Linked DNA regions of Hordeum vulgare: region 2 is linked to region 1. Evidence: chromatin contacts called from public Hi-C data. All regions are on one chromosome and are shown on one strand. Each heading gives the region's core, a stretch centred on a gene start, on an enhancer-like site or on the middle of the called end of the contact. The rest is flanking DNA. Distances are from core to core; before and after follow the strand shown. Region 1 holds the start of LOC123402487 (50S ribosomal protein L21, chloroplastic). Region 2 has its middle 260 kb from the start of LOC123402487.

Region 1 (6,327 bases), core at 1,939-4,438:
CTCGTAGATGCGATGAAACTCCAAATCGGCCTGGACAGCCTGGCAACAGGGGCAACTACGACAACCAGCACTGCGGAGAGAATCAAGCTGGCACCAGATAGCAGAACTCTGTGCATATAAGTCATCAACAGTAGAGTCACCCTGCTGAAGAGCATGCTCCTGACGAACCACAGAGAGGTATAAGGCATCACCAGAGGGCTCATAGCGCTGACGAAGGCGAGTCCACATCTCAAAGACAGTAGGAAGGCCCAGAAACTCAGAGGCAAACTGAGGCAGAACACTGGCAGTGAGAACAGCTGGAGCACGGGCATCATCATCAAGCCACTGGGTGTAAACAGACAGAGCACCATGATACACCTGAAGAGCCTCCTCATAAGTCAAAACCTTCTCATCATAAGCACGAATAGCAGCCTCATCAGCAACCTTAGCCGCATCCTTTGCAGCCTGAGGAGCATCCGCGGGAAGAACCGGTGGAGTCGGAGGAGTGGGAGCCACAGGGGGAACCGGACGTGGCGGACAACAGACCTCGCCAAAGAGAACTCCCCAGAGACGGATGCCACGCATGTGAATGTGCATGAAGCCAGTGAACTCGGTGTAGTTAGTACCATCGAAGATCACCGAACAGCGAGGGACAACAACATAGCCAGATGCAGTAGACATTTTTTTAGGAAAGTAAACCAGTCAACGGGATCGGAAACCGCGTCGACAGCAGAGAGAACCGCGAGATCCGATCAGGCGGTAGGTGGAGCGGGGCGAGATCGAGTTCCGACCCAGGCAGCAGTCGGGGCGGCTGGTTCCGATCCAGGCAGGGTCGGGGTGCGGATTGGCGGCTGGTCCCGTGGTGGCGCGTCCCTCGAACAGCACGGTCGAAGACTCCAAGAATCCAAGAATCCGAGGCAGGTTCCGGGGCGGCTGGTTCCGATCCAGGCAGCGTCGGGGTGCGGATTGGCGCCTGAAGACTCCAAGAACCCGTGGCCTGCTCCCCACGAAACGCACGGATCGGCGCCTGGACGAGACCGAGGCTGGGTAACCGCCGCGAGAGCAGTTCTGGACGAGATCGAGGGGCTCCCTCCAGCAGTAGAAGAGGGGGTCCTTCTGTCACCACGACGAGGCGCAGTTGGAGCGGGATTCGGAGAAGAGACAGCCACGAGTCTTCGACGGAGACAGGAGCGACGGCGGCTGTGCAAGGAATTAGATCGGGAGGAGCACGAGTTGCGCGTGCTAAGAAAACCTAGGCTCTAATACCATGTTAGGAAAGCAACTTGTATTCCCATGAGGCCATAGGCCGGTATATATACAACCTAGGCTCTAATACCATGTTAGGAAAGCAACTTGTATTCCCATGAGGCCATAGGCCGGTATATATACATGTACAGGTGGTGGACTATATGCAGGAAACCCCTTATATATTGGGATAAATACAAAAGGGCACATGACTTATATTATAACTCTAACAGGAACTACCGTTTGGCTTCGCTAAGAACACCTGGGCTATGCGTCAAAGTCTCAACACTGGCCCGGAGGAGAACACTAATCTACCCAGAAATAAAACCTCTGTTCCTTCTTGTTTCTTTCTACGGGCTTAACACAAGCAACAAAATACTGAGGAATGCAAGTCAATTTGTAACAAGTACCCTCGTCAGTTCTGTAAAAAAGGATATGTTTTTTTAGAAGGTACCCCTCACAATCACATCTCACCTCAAGCTTTTCTTCCCACTTGTCATAAATTCAACAAAATTTGCATGTTAATTCTATATTTTCATGGACTAAGGAAACTAAATGAACAAACAGGTAATGTGTGAGTTACTTCCGTAAACATGTGTGCATAGCCACATCAAGACCAATGAGCGAAACTAAGAACAAGTACCAAAATGGGGGACCTTATATAAGAACAACAATGCTGTAAGGTAATTCTCCAAAGGATTTTATTTTCTCATCCAAACATGCTGGAGGGAAACCATGCAACATGGCAAAAGCATTACCTAAAGTCTTACAAACAATCAGACATCAACTTGTGAGTCCTAAAAAAAATTATGTGTAAAAGGACAAGCACCAAACCTGATCATTGACATTGGCGTCTTTCAGCCTCTGCGTGTATATATACCGACCGGGCATCACAATGTATTGTCTGGACCCAATCTGCACAAAATAAAATTATAGTCAAAATAGTTTCCTCATTAATCACAAAACCTATAGGAAGTAGAGAAAAAAGAAACTCTCCGACGACGCATCTTTGCAGATTTAAGCATTTCTTAAAGTGCACCCAGATAACTCATTGTAATACTAATACTAAATAGTTCCAACTTTCTTTCTAACACTGCGGCATGTGCATGCTAATGAGAAGTGTGCACATTTCTCTTACTCCAACATTTCCGGTTTACAACGCTTAACTGTATTTTCAGATCTTTTTGACCTGTGAAATACAACTTATATCATATGCCACTACAAGTATACCATTAGAAACTTATCACAAATACGAAATCAATGTTATATCTTTTTGTGGCATATAACTCATGTTTCTCTGGTGAACTTGAGAATCTAGAAAATACTCGTGGGCCTTATAAACGCGAAAAGAGGGAGTAGTATTCATTAATCATGATGCAGCCTAACCATCTCTGGTGCAGCACTGCAATCCCAACGAAACCTGGAATCTTTAGTTCACCACAAGACATATCCAGCTCAAGTGTCACTTAAGTCACGGAGATTATTTACGAAACAGTAGCTAATGAAGCACAAAGAAGGCCCTGGCAATTTCCAGTTTATCTTGACCAAACTGCAACTTTCAATGCCAGGGAGTGAACGTGCGAGCTAACCCACCATGACAACGGCGAAGATGTCGGCATCCTTCCCCGCGCCAGCAGCAGCCAGCTGCACCTCAACAGGCTCCGGAACCGCGGCATCCTCTACCACCTCCTCCACCTCGGCTTCCACCGGAGCGGGCGCCTCCTCGGCGGCGGCGAAGATGCGCCAGTTGCGGGTCGCGGGCGCGGTTAAGGAGAGGGAGGTGCTCGCAGGGAGGAAGGCGGCGGCGTGGAGGAGTGGGGTTCTGGAGGGGAGGAGGCGGAGAGGGAGCGTGGCGGTGGCCATGGACGGGGCGCGGAACGATGGCGAGGGGGAACGACGGATACTGGACTGGAGGGTTTTCGGACGAAGAGGGGAGTGGGATAATATTGTGGATAGGAGGAAAATCGCGTGCTCGGACACGAGATAATTGCATCTATCATTGTGGAAGTTGGCGGCCAGCTCCAATCCACTCAAAAAAAAAGTTAAGAACTGCTTCAGTACGATCCTCCTACATGGAAATACGTTACTAATACGGTCCTGGATTTTGGAGAGCCAGTCCCCTTTCTATGCGCCAGCTACGTACCACGAATACCTCGTATGACACATCATCGCGTGGCCCGCCCGTCAACGGAGACCCCACCCGTCAGCCCAGACCCTACCCGTCAGCATAGACCCCACTCGTCAATGTAGACCCCACTCACCTCCTTGTCTGTTCTCAATCCCCTTTCGTGTCTTCCTCGATTGAGAGCGAGAGGCGAACGACAGCGAGCAGGCACGACGGCGGATGAACGGCGAGCGGGCATTCCGATGGTCGTTCCTGCGATGGAGGAAGCGACAGCGACGGCGCCGCAACTCGTGGGGCGGAGTTCGTCAACGATGGAGGGCCCTCGACGGCGGCCCGACGACGACGCGGCTCCAACCTACGGTATAATTCGTTGATAGCACATAATGTGATGCGTTTTTTGGCCCAATAACCTGCATTGTGTCGATTAGGTCGTCTGCACAAATTATGTGATTTGTACATGTCGATTTGTTGTGGTTCGTGAGGATTTGTGCTAGGGTTTGAACTTTTACTGAATGTTTTGTTGCAGCGAAGGAGAGTGGGTATTTCACTGTCGAAGTGATTCATGGTGGGTTTTTCTTTAGTAGTGGGCTGAATAGGTGCTATTTGGATGGCCAGAAGGTTTGTTACGATTATTGTCATGTGGAACTAGCATACTACAGTATGTTTGAACAAATAGTTGAGCACTTGGGGTATGAAAAGGAAGGAAGAACTGATATCTATTGGCTGTCTCCTTGTTGTCAGATTAACGAAGGTGATGAAACCCTGTTGTCCAATGATGCTGACTTAGATGTTGTGTCTCTTCAGATCAATGTAGGGCATAATTTCCAAATGATATATCTTGATCATTTGGATAACCATATTTCTGGTGGAGGTTCTAAATGGGATGATGTTGTGGCTAATCCAGTAGCAGAATTTCCTACTGTTTTCAATCCCATGAAGAAGCCAAGCAGTGCAAATGAAAGCAATACATCTTGTAGTGTTGTGGATGGAACTCATGAAATTCAGAGTCATGACCAAGAGATCTCCCATGACCAATTCTTTGTGAGACTCGGACCAAGAGCACAAAAGTTGGAAGAGGAGGAAGAACAATATACAGATTCAGATTCAGCTAACAGTGATTATATTCCTGAGATTATTGACAGTGATTATGACTTGGAGGATGGGGATGAAGATTTGTTGCAGGAGCAGTTGCATCCAGTGCAAGACAAGAAAGGGAAGAAGGTGGTTGAAGATTGCAACTCTGAAGAAGAGGAATTCGATGGTACAGATTCTGATGAAGATGAAATAAAATTCAATTTCAAACCTTTTACAGCTGCAGACATGCATGAGCCTAAGTTCCATGCAGACCAATTATTCTCTTCAGTGGAGCTTTTGAGGAAAGCAGTCAGAGAGTACAGTTGCAAAGAGAGGGTGAACATCAATTTTCCAAAGAATGACAAAATAAGGCTTTGTGCTAAGTGTGAGAAAGGCTGCCCATGGTATCTATATGCATCTTGGGACAATAGGACAAATGCAGTAATGGTGAAGACATTCAATGGTTAGCACACTTGTGAGAAGAAGTGGCAAGTTACAGCCTTTAGAGCTAGGTACATTGCTTCAAAATATGTGGACAAGATTAGGGCATGTGAGAAGATTTCACTAAAGGAAGATTGGAACATGACAATTAAAAGGGGAAAGCTTGGGAGAGCTAGGAAGATTGCATATGATATTATATATGGAGATGAGATTAAACAATACAACTTGATGTGGGACTATGCAAATGAGCTGAGGAGATCAAATCCTGGAAGTACTTTCTTTGTTGAGCTTTCAGATGAGGGGCAGTTTCAGAAATGTTACTTCTCATTTGATGCATGCAAGAGGGGGTTCTTATCTGCTTGTAGACCTATTATTTTCCTAGATGGTTGCCACTTGAAGACACAATATGGTGGTGTTCTATTAAGTGCAGTTGGGATGGACCCAAATGATTGCATATTTCATGTGGCTCATGCAGTAGTCAAAGTGAAGACACAAAGTCCTCGAGGTGGTTTTTGACTGCATTCAAGCAAGATCTTGGCATAAATAACACAGAACTTTGGACCATCATGTCTGACAAGCAAAAAGTAATTTACTTGCATATTTTATTTACAACAAAGTGCTTAGTAAGTTCCTAATGTTTGAAATGGCAATGTTTTTGCAGGGTTTAATTAAGGCAGTAAAGGAATTGTTCCCTCTTTCACCACACAGATTCTGTGTGAGGCATTTATGGTAGAATTTCAACAAGAACTTCAAAGGAGAGGCCTTAAAGAACCAGCTTTGGAAATGTGCTAGAAGCACTACAGAGGGCAGGTTTAGGGGAAATATGAACCATATGTTAGTGCTCAGCAAAGAGGCCCATGATTGGCTAGATGAGTTGGATCCAAAAACATGGGTTAGGGCTTACCAAAATGATTTCCCAAAGTGTGATGTCTTGATGAATAAAAATTGTGAAGTATTCAATAGGTACATTCTGGAGGCCAGGGAGATGCCAATCATAAGCCTGTGCCAGAGGATCAAGGGCCAGAATATGGGAAGGAACTATGGAAAACAACAAGATACTTTGAAGTGGCATGGGACTATTTGTCCAAAGATTAAAAAAATTGGATAAGAATATCGAATTTGCAAGAACTTGCCATGCCGCACCAGCTAGAAAAGGATTGTTTGTAGTAAATGATAGAGGTGTGGAATTCAGTGTGGACACAAAAATGGAGAAGTGTAGCTGCAAAAGATGGGACTTGTCTGGTATCCCATGTTCTCATGGAGTCTCTGCTCTCAGATATGACAAGATACCACCAGATTCAAGGGTGAACTCTTGTTATTCCATTGAAACATATTGCAAGGCATACTGATACGTCTATTTTGCATAATGCTTTCATGTTGATATTTATCGCTTTTTGGGCTGTTATTACACTTCATGGTACAATACTTATGCCTTTTCTCTCTTATTTTGCAAGGTTTACATG
Region 2 (6,327 bases), core at 2,127-4,626, 260 kb before region 1:
CTTCTTCAGTAAGATACCGCATAAGCTTCGGGCATGAGGTACCGGGTTTTCCCCAGCAAGCCACTACGGGGGGAACATCTGATGTACAACATCTAATCTTCTTCAACAAGCTGCCCAACGAAAGCATTGAGTGCAAGCTATTCAGTATTTCCTAGCACAATACTCTCAATAGCTTCCAACACAAGCTATGCAATCTTCCTCAGTACAACACTGGTGCAAGATATTACATTGTGAGGTTGCAATATATGGCAGTGCATCCTAAGAATCCGATCTGCAACAGTTTGGTCAGAAGCAAGAATAAATCAAAACGCAAGTCTACCTCGGGAATCAGATATTTCTGTATATACTTTGAGCATGAGTTCATGCAAGTCACTCGTACGATGATGAAATCACATGCTTATCCAAGCCAACTTCCTCACCCCCGACTAGGAGATATCGCTAACCCTTGTCACCAGGTTGTATGATGGACGACAACAATGAGCTCCGTACAAGCACACGTGAATCTAGCTTCTATCCTATGGCCCGAGTCATGAACAAGGCCATGGTATGATGGCCAAAATATTGGCTATGACAGCCCAACTGGTCAGACGAAGAATTGAAGATATATGTATGGACAAGTTCTTTCAGCAAAGGATCCCGACAAGGAAAACCATAATGAGGGAGCAACACCGGCAGTACATGACCTCATATTAAGGCAACCTTCTCAACCAACTGTCATGCTCAAAACTGCCAGTATTGACTATCCAAGTCTGCCCCGACACAACAGAGGCTAGCTCAACAAATTGACTTCAGTAACCGTGTTAAAACATCACATAGCCTACTATCCACATGGATATACCGACAGAATGAGAAAGCATAATGCTGAACAACAGTCTCCAAGCATGTTCCCGAACATAGGGGAATCTGTTAAAGGAGAGCTTGCCATGGACATAATTCTTCTGTCAGAACCGCCGCTGAACAAGTCTCGAGATGCTCCCATTATAAGATCGTAGCCCTTTATAGTGGTCACGACGGACGACAGACAACCTTTGCTACGTATGTGATACTCAAGATAGTGGAGCCATCCAAGATGATTTAGGAATCCCTGTGAGAATCAGACTCCACTAGGAGAATGGTTATGATTCACAACACAATTCTGAAGCCGGAGAACATACACCTAGTTGAACAACAAAATGCAGGGAATAAAATATTTGGTGTCCACCTAGAAATTTTGTTCACAACTCCGTGGAATGTTGTCAGTGCTGGATTCCACAACCATCAAAAAATCACTCCCGGACTTGTGAGAAGGTGATATGTCTCGGTCACGATAATCTATCGCACTCAGCTAAGCCGATGGATATGAAAGGAATTGCAGGCAGTGTTAGGAGGAACATGTGAGGTAATACCTATTAGAATGAGGATACAGTGAAACAAACCACCCCGGAGCGACAAAGTCAAGTCATATGAAGAAATCTATGGGAACATCATATAAGCAAAAGGATACCTGAGTTGGAAATGGTTTCTTTAAGTCAAAATATTCATACTTGTTCCCCAAGCAACCAAATGTCGAGGACGAGATTTATTTAAAGTTGGAAGGTTTGTGACACCCTTTATTTTGGCCCTTTCTTTTTTTCCTTTGAATTTATTTAAGATTTTATTCGAAATTGTTTTTCTATGGCTTTGTGGCTTGGAAACTTGGGAGGATCACCTCTTCCTAGTCTCCAAAGTGACTTTTCATTCTCAAATCCTTCCCAAGACCATGTCATTTCCATCTTATCCCTAACCCAATTTTTTTGGTGGGAATATTCCTTTTTCTATTAAAGGAATAAACTTATTTGCTTTAGGTTGTGAAGCGATATATATTTCTGTCTCTCCCAAAATTACCAAATAATTCTCATAAATTGTTTGGGTCATATGTTCCTCAAATATGTCAAAATCCTTCATTCTCTAGTTCAAAAATAATTCAAGGATATTTTTTTATATTGTGCCCCGAATGGCACTTTGTGGAGGAAGTGTCATTTCTATATTATTGTTTGCCCTAAAAAAAATTTGCGTACTTTTTCCTATCCACAATCGGGATCATGCAAAAGTCCAACTTCATTTGCGTAGGAAATATGCCTCAGCTAATTTCCAAAATTTTTGCCCACAAAGTAACTTTGTGAAGGAGGTACTAGCTAGGCAAACCCAAATGATTTAAAATTTTGACATGACCTTCATATGATGAAATAATAGCTCTCCTCCAAATTGTAGCATCGTTCCATCATCCAATGAGGCCCAACGTCAAATCTTAGTTTCTGGTCAGATTTTCAGTTTGTAAAGCAAATGTATTATATGTTTCTTCATTATAGTTGAAAAATTTCCAAGACCTTCTGCTACTCATATAACCTCTCTACACCAAATTCGGGATAGTTGATTTAAGCCAATATTTCTCGAGAATGCTTCTAAGTTTATGTCCAGAGAGATGCATTGTGATGGAAGTACCATTTTGATGTATCCCAATGGTATGAAATTTTCACAATGCATCCATATGCCCAAATAGCTCATCCCCCCCCGCGCCGAAATTTCAGCTCAATCCAATTAACCATGTGAGTGCTACTTTGTATTTTGCATTTCTGTCCAGTGGGGTACTTCGTATAACAAGGGATATCTAGCTTCATCCTAAAAATTTGCATCGATGGTCATCTTAGTGATGAATCAGCCTCTACAAAATATCAGCATCTTTTTCGAGACCAATTACTCTGGCGGTCGGGGCCCTCAGTTTCGTCTCTTCCCTTGCACTTTTGACACCCAGCTATGTCGAGCATCTCCGTCTTGGCCTCGCCTTCACGCTGGACCCCTCGCCCCCTCTTAGGTCACCTCCTACGAGGGGCTCTGGCTGTGTCCATTCCTAGCCACCCTGCCCCCGCCATGGCTTATTGCCCAAGGTCGCGAGTGCCTTTCCGAGCGCTCCCCAATACTATTTATAGGTGCCCCAAGCACCACAACATCTCGCCGACCCCTCGGTCCCTTCCCCAAGCTCCTGGAGCTCCTAGTCCTCCAATAGCCAAGATGGCTGCCGTCAATCTCCCATGGCCAAGCTCCTACTCGAGGCCTCCCCCTCTATCCTAACCCCACCAGGGCTTTGCCCTAGCTTTCTTGAAGCTTCCCCGACCCCCAGCCCCTCCTCTGTGTTGTCGAGCCGCACGCCCCAAGGTCGCCCAAGCCGGACATCCGCCATGGCCAACGGGGAGCTTACTCCAGCCCTCCTCGGTGAACACATTTGGCCCAGCCGGATGAGCCGCCCCGTCTTGAGCCGCTGATGTCTTCCCCTTGGCCGGAGGTGGCCAGAGGCACCGGGGCCAACGCCGGGCAAGCCCGGCCTAGCCCTCTCCTATGCCCACTTCGGGAGGAGGAATAACGAGTGGGGAGGAGATATATGTTTAGCACGACCCACCTATAAGTGACCGAAGCCTCGAGCTCGCGTGGATAAAGTCGAAGCGCATTTTTGGTAAACTATGTTTTCGTGCACTCAAAGCGCACTTCAGTATGTTTTCTGTTAAGAATAAACTTTCACTACTGTGGAAACTTATTTCTAAAAATACGCTTTCTGTTTTTCAGCTGCCGGCCAAATATGTTAAATGCTGAACGTTCACCGGTTAGTAGTAGAAAAAGAATACTTTTTATTTGACTTCTACCTACCGAACGAATGTCCATATCTCCGCAATCATAACTCCGAATGAGGTGATTCCAAACCCCTCATTTTCATCTCGTCGAGCCCGTTGCATTGGTAAATTTTCATTATGTGGTCACACATTGAAAATGATCATTTTTCCCTTGCCTCTAATCAGCCCCCTTCGGGAGAGAAGTGTTTTCGGTGAATCTTTCCGCGAGCCTCTCGCACTTCTACCCGTAGAATCCTTCCTTCCTACACAGGCCACGACAACGAATTGCATGATGGCCTTGCATTAGACATGGTTTACTTCTTAAATATTTAATAATTATTTGCTCATTTACTACTGGTATTTCTATTTCGGTATGTGTTGGGGATATTATCCCGCCATGTAACCTGCCCTATGAGGCTAGATCAAGCTGGTGGCGGCTCAATGTTTATACTCGAGATGGTCCCTGACATACAAGATAGGAGGCGACAAGGCAGTTTACCAAGGTGAGCCGGCGCGGCCCAAGACATGAAGATGGCGACTCAAGGCCAACAAGGTAGAAGATCGCCAGGGGTTTTCCTTGCTAAAGGGGAAAGGTGAGTTAGAGACATATTGGGTCACGAATCATAAGGTGACCCGGAGTCTTGTAAGCCTACGGTCTCGATCTGTATGTAAAGGCGAGTCTCTAAGGCCGATAGACTTAAGTTACAATCAATCGAGAGCTAGTTCAGGCGAATACGCACCCTTGTAATCGATTTCATCATCAATACACACAAAAGTAGAACATAGGATTTTACCTCCATCGGAGGGGCCAAACCTGGGTAAACTCGTCTCTTGTTCCTGATCAACACCTTTGAGTCGCCACCTAGTCGCAATGGCTCCATCACTAAGTCCTTTCACAAGGACATCTGCCGTAATAAAACCACAACAGTTGGTGCCCACCATGGGGCCATCGCACGGTGGAGTTGATTTCTCAAAGGGAGCCCTTCCAGGGTTCGGGAGCTACGTGGTTGGTCTCATGACAAAGAGCCGTCGCGGAAAGTGCTACATCGACAATTCGAGCTGGGGTCCCGAGGCGCGTTCAATCGAATCTGGTTACTAGGTCCCCTTCGGCAAGATTCACGTCTTCATCGGCAAGATCGGTGCACTTGTTCCTGAGCCGGACATCTACACTGACATCGTCGAGACGGCTCGGTTCACCCAACCCGCCAAGTGTCAGATGAGAGAGTGTCACGTCTTTCTTGGCTTTACGTAGGGGTTAGCCTCCCGGATGAGCCGACGACTGATGGAGACACCACCGTCAACTAAGACGGCAAGTCATCCATGGGGACACACACTCGATCTGCCCTCTCTATGAGGGAAGGCTTGGGGGCTTTCTTAAGGCGGCTATCTCTGAAGGTACGCAAGACCCGCCTCGCCAGGTCGCCATCTATATGGCAGGGGAAGCGATGGCTTTGTATCAGCGAGATGCGGCGGCCGCCAGTGGAGCCAGCGGGTTTGGAAAAATGCCGGCCCAAGCCATGATGGATCTGATGGTCGAGATGTCAAAACTCGTGGCGGTCGTCGTTACTCCTGACAATCAGGAGGAATTCAATGCCGAGATGGAAAAACTGCGTGAAAAGATGACTAAGATACAACGTGAGATTCACGCTATGGACACCCGGATGGCGGATCAGCAGGTTCAAATTAACGAAGAGGTGGAACACTTGAAGGCTAAGGCATGGCGGCTTGAGCGTCGGCGAGTCGCTTCCGATGCGGTGCACCAGAGGATGCATCAGAGTCGTCTCCCAACCAATCTTAACTCCACTCATTTATTTGACACACCTCACACGCCTGGTGCGGAGCATAACGCTCTTCGAAAAACTAATCAACGGGTTGAGATGGCTCAGCCGCTGGAGACCCAGCAGCCGGATCAGCCTTCGCCACTCCAGCCGTCGGCTCAACGTTTCCAAACACCACAGTCCACTTCTCCAACCCCGCGGAAATCATGCTAGCTCCAACCCGCAACTTGGAGTCTCTCATCATTCATGGAAACACCTTAATCGAGGTGGAAGCAAGGAACACCATCGAGATGCTGAAGACAGATGTGGTTCAACATGCACAATTTTCTTACACTTGCGATGGGGTGCACTCCACACCCCACACTAGTCAGACCAAGAGCATCCATGACGATCTCCGGCGGTTTCCCGCAGCGGTCGCCGACAGCAGCCTCAAGCCAACCTTCCCGAACTGCCAATGTCGAATGCTTAGGCGCTTGTGAATGTGGCTCGAGCCCCCCGTTAGGCAGAGGCAGAGGCGGCGACGGCGGTGGTGGGTCAGGTGGTTCCGACTTACGTCGAGCTGAATATAGGCATCCCCTGCTTGTCGTTTTCTCTTCGCAACGAGCGCATGCCCAGAGATTTCAAAGGCCCTCGCAAGGTGCCCAATTACACACTCGATCTTGAGCCATGTACGTGGATTGAGAGTTACGAGCTTGCTATGGATATGCTTTATGCCAGCGATGCAATATGCGCCAAATATTTCATGATGATGTTGGAAGGACCGGCTCGCACGTGGTTGAAAATTTAACACCCAACTCCATCAACACCTGGGTGGAATTGAAGGAGTGATTCATTAAAAAATTCCGAGGAACTTGCAGACGCCCAATGACGATCGTAGATCTGCAACATTGCGTTCAGCGTATGGATAAGTCGGCCCACCATTGGACGTG

The links. A called contact is a pair of places that touch in the nucleus more often than the background predicts.
Region 2: a Hi-C map of leaf shows a contact between it and region 1, with 4 times the contacts expected there. The contact joins the enhancer-like site here to the promoter of LOC123402487 in region 1. A contact is called at or near these places in 3 of 6 Hi-C or Micro-C datasets (leaf and seedling).

What each region holds. Positions count from the first base shown.
Region 1 is chr6H:217,011,308-217,017,634 of MorexV3_pseudomolecules_assembly, reverse strand. It overlaps LOC123402487 (50S ribosomal protein L21, chloroplastic), which reads right to left and starts at 3,188. Exons shown (of 5, transcript XM_045096409.1): 1 at 2,818-3,188; 2 at 2,059-2,139. The coding sequence starts at 3,087.
Region 2 is chr6H:217,268,695-217,275,021 of MorexV3_pseudomolecules_assembly, reverse strand. No RefSeq gene overlaps it. Among protein-coding and RNA genes, the nearest start is that of LOC123402487, 260 kb to the right of the region's middle. Within about 2 kb of position 3,376, at least 3 of the 3 cell types and tissues checked have open chromatin away from gene starts, as enhancers often do. A contact at or near this core is called in leaf and seedling, where this site is marked.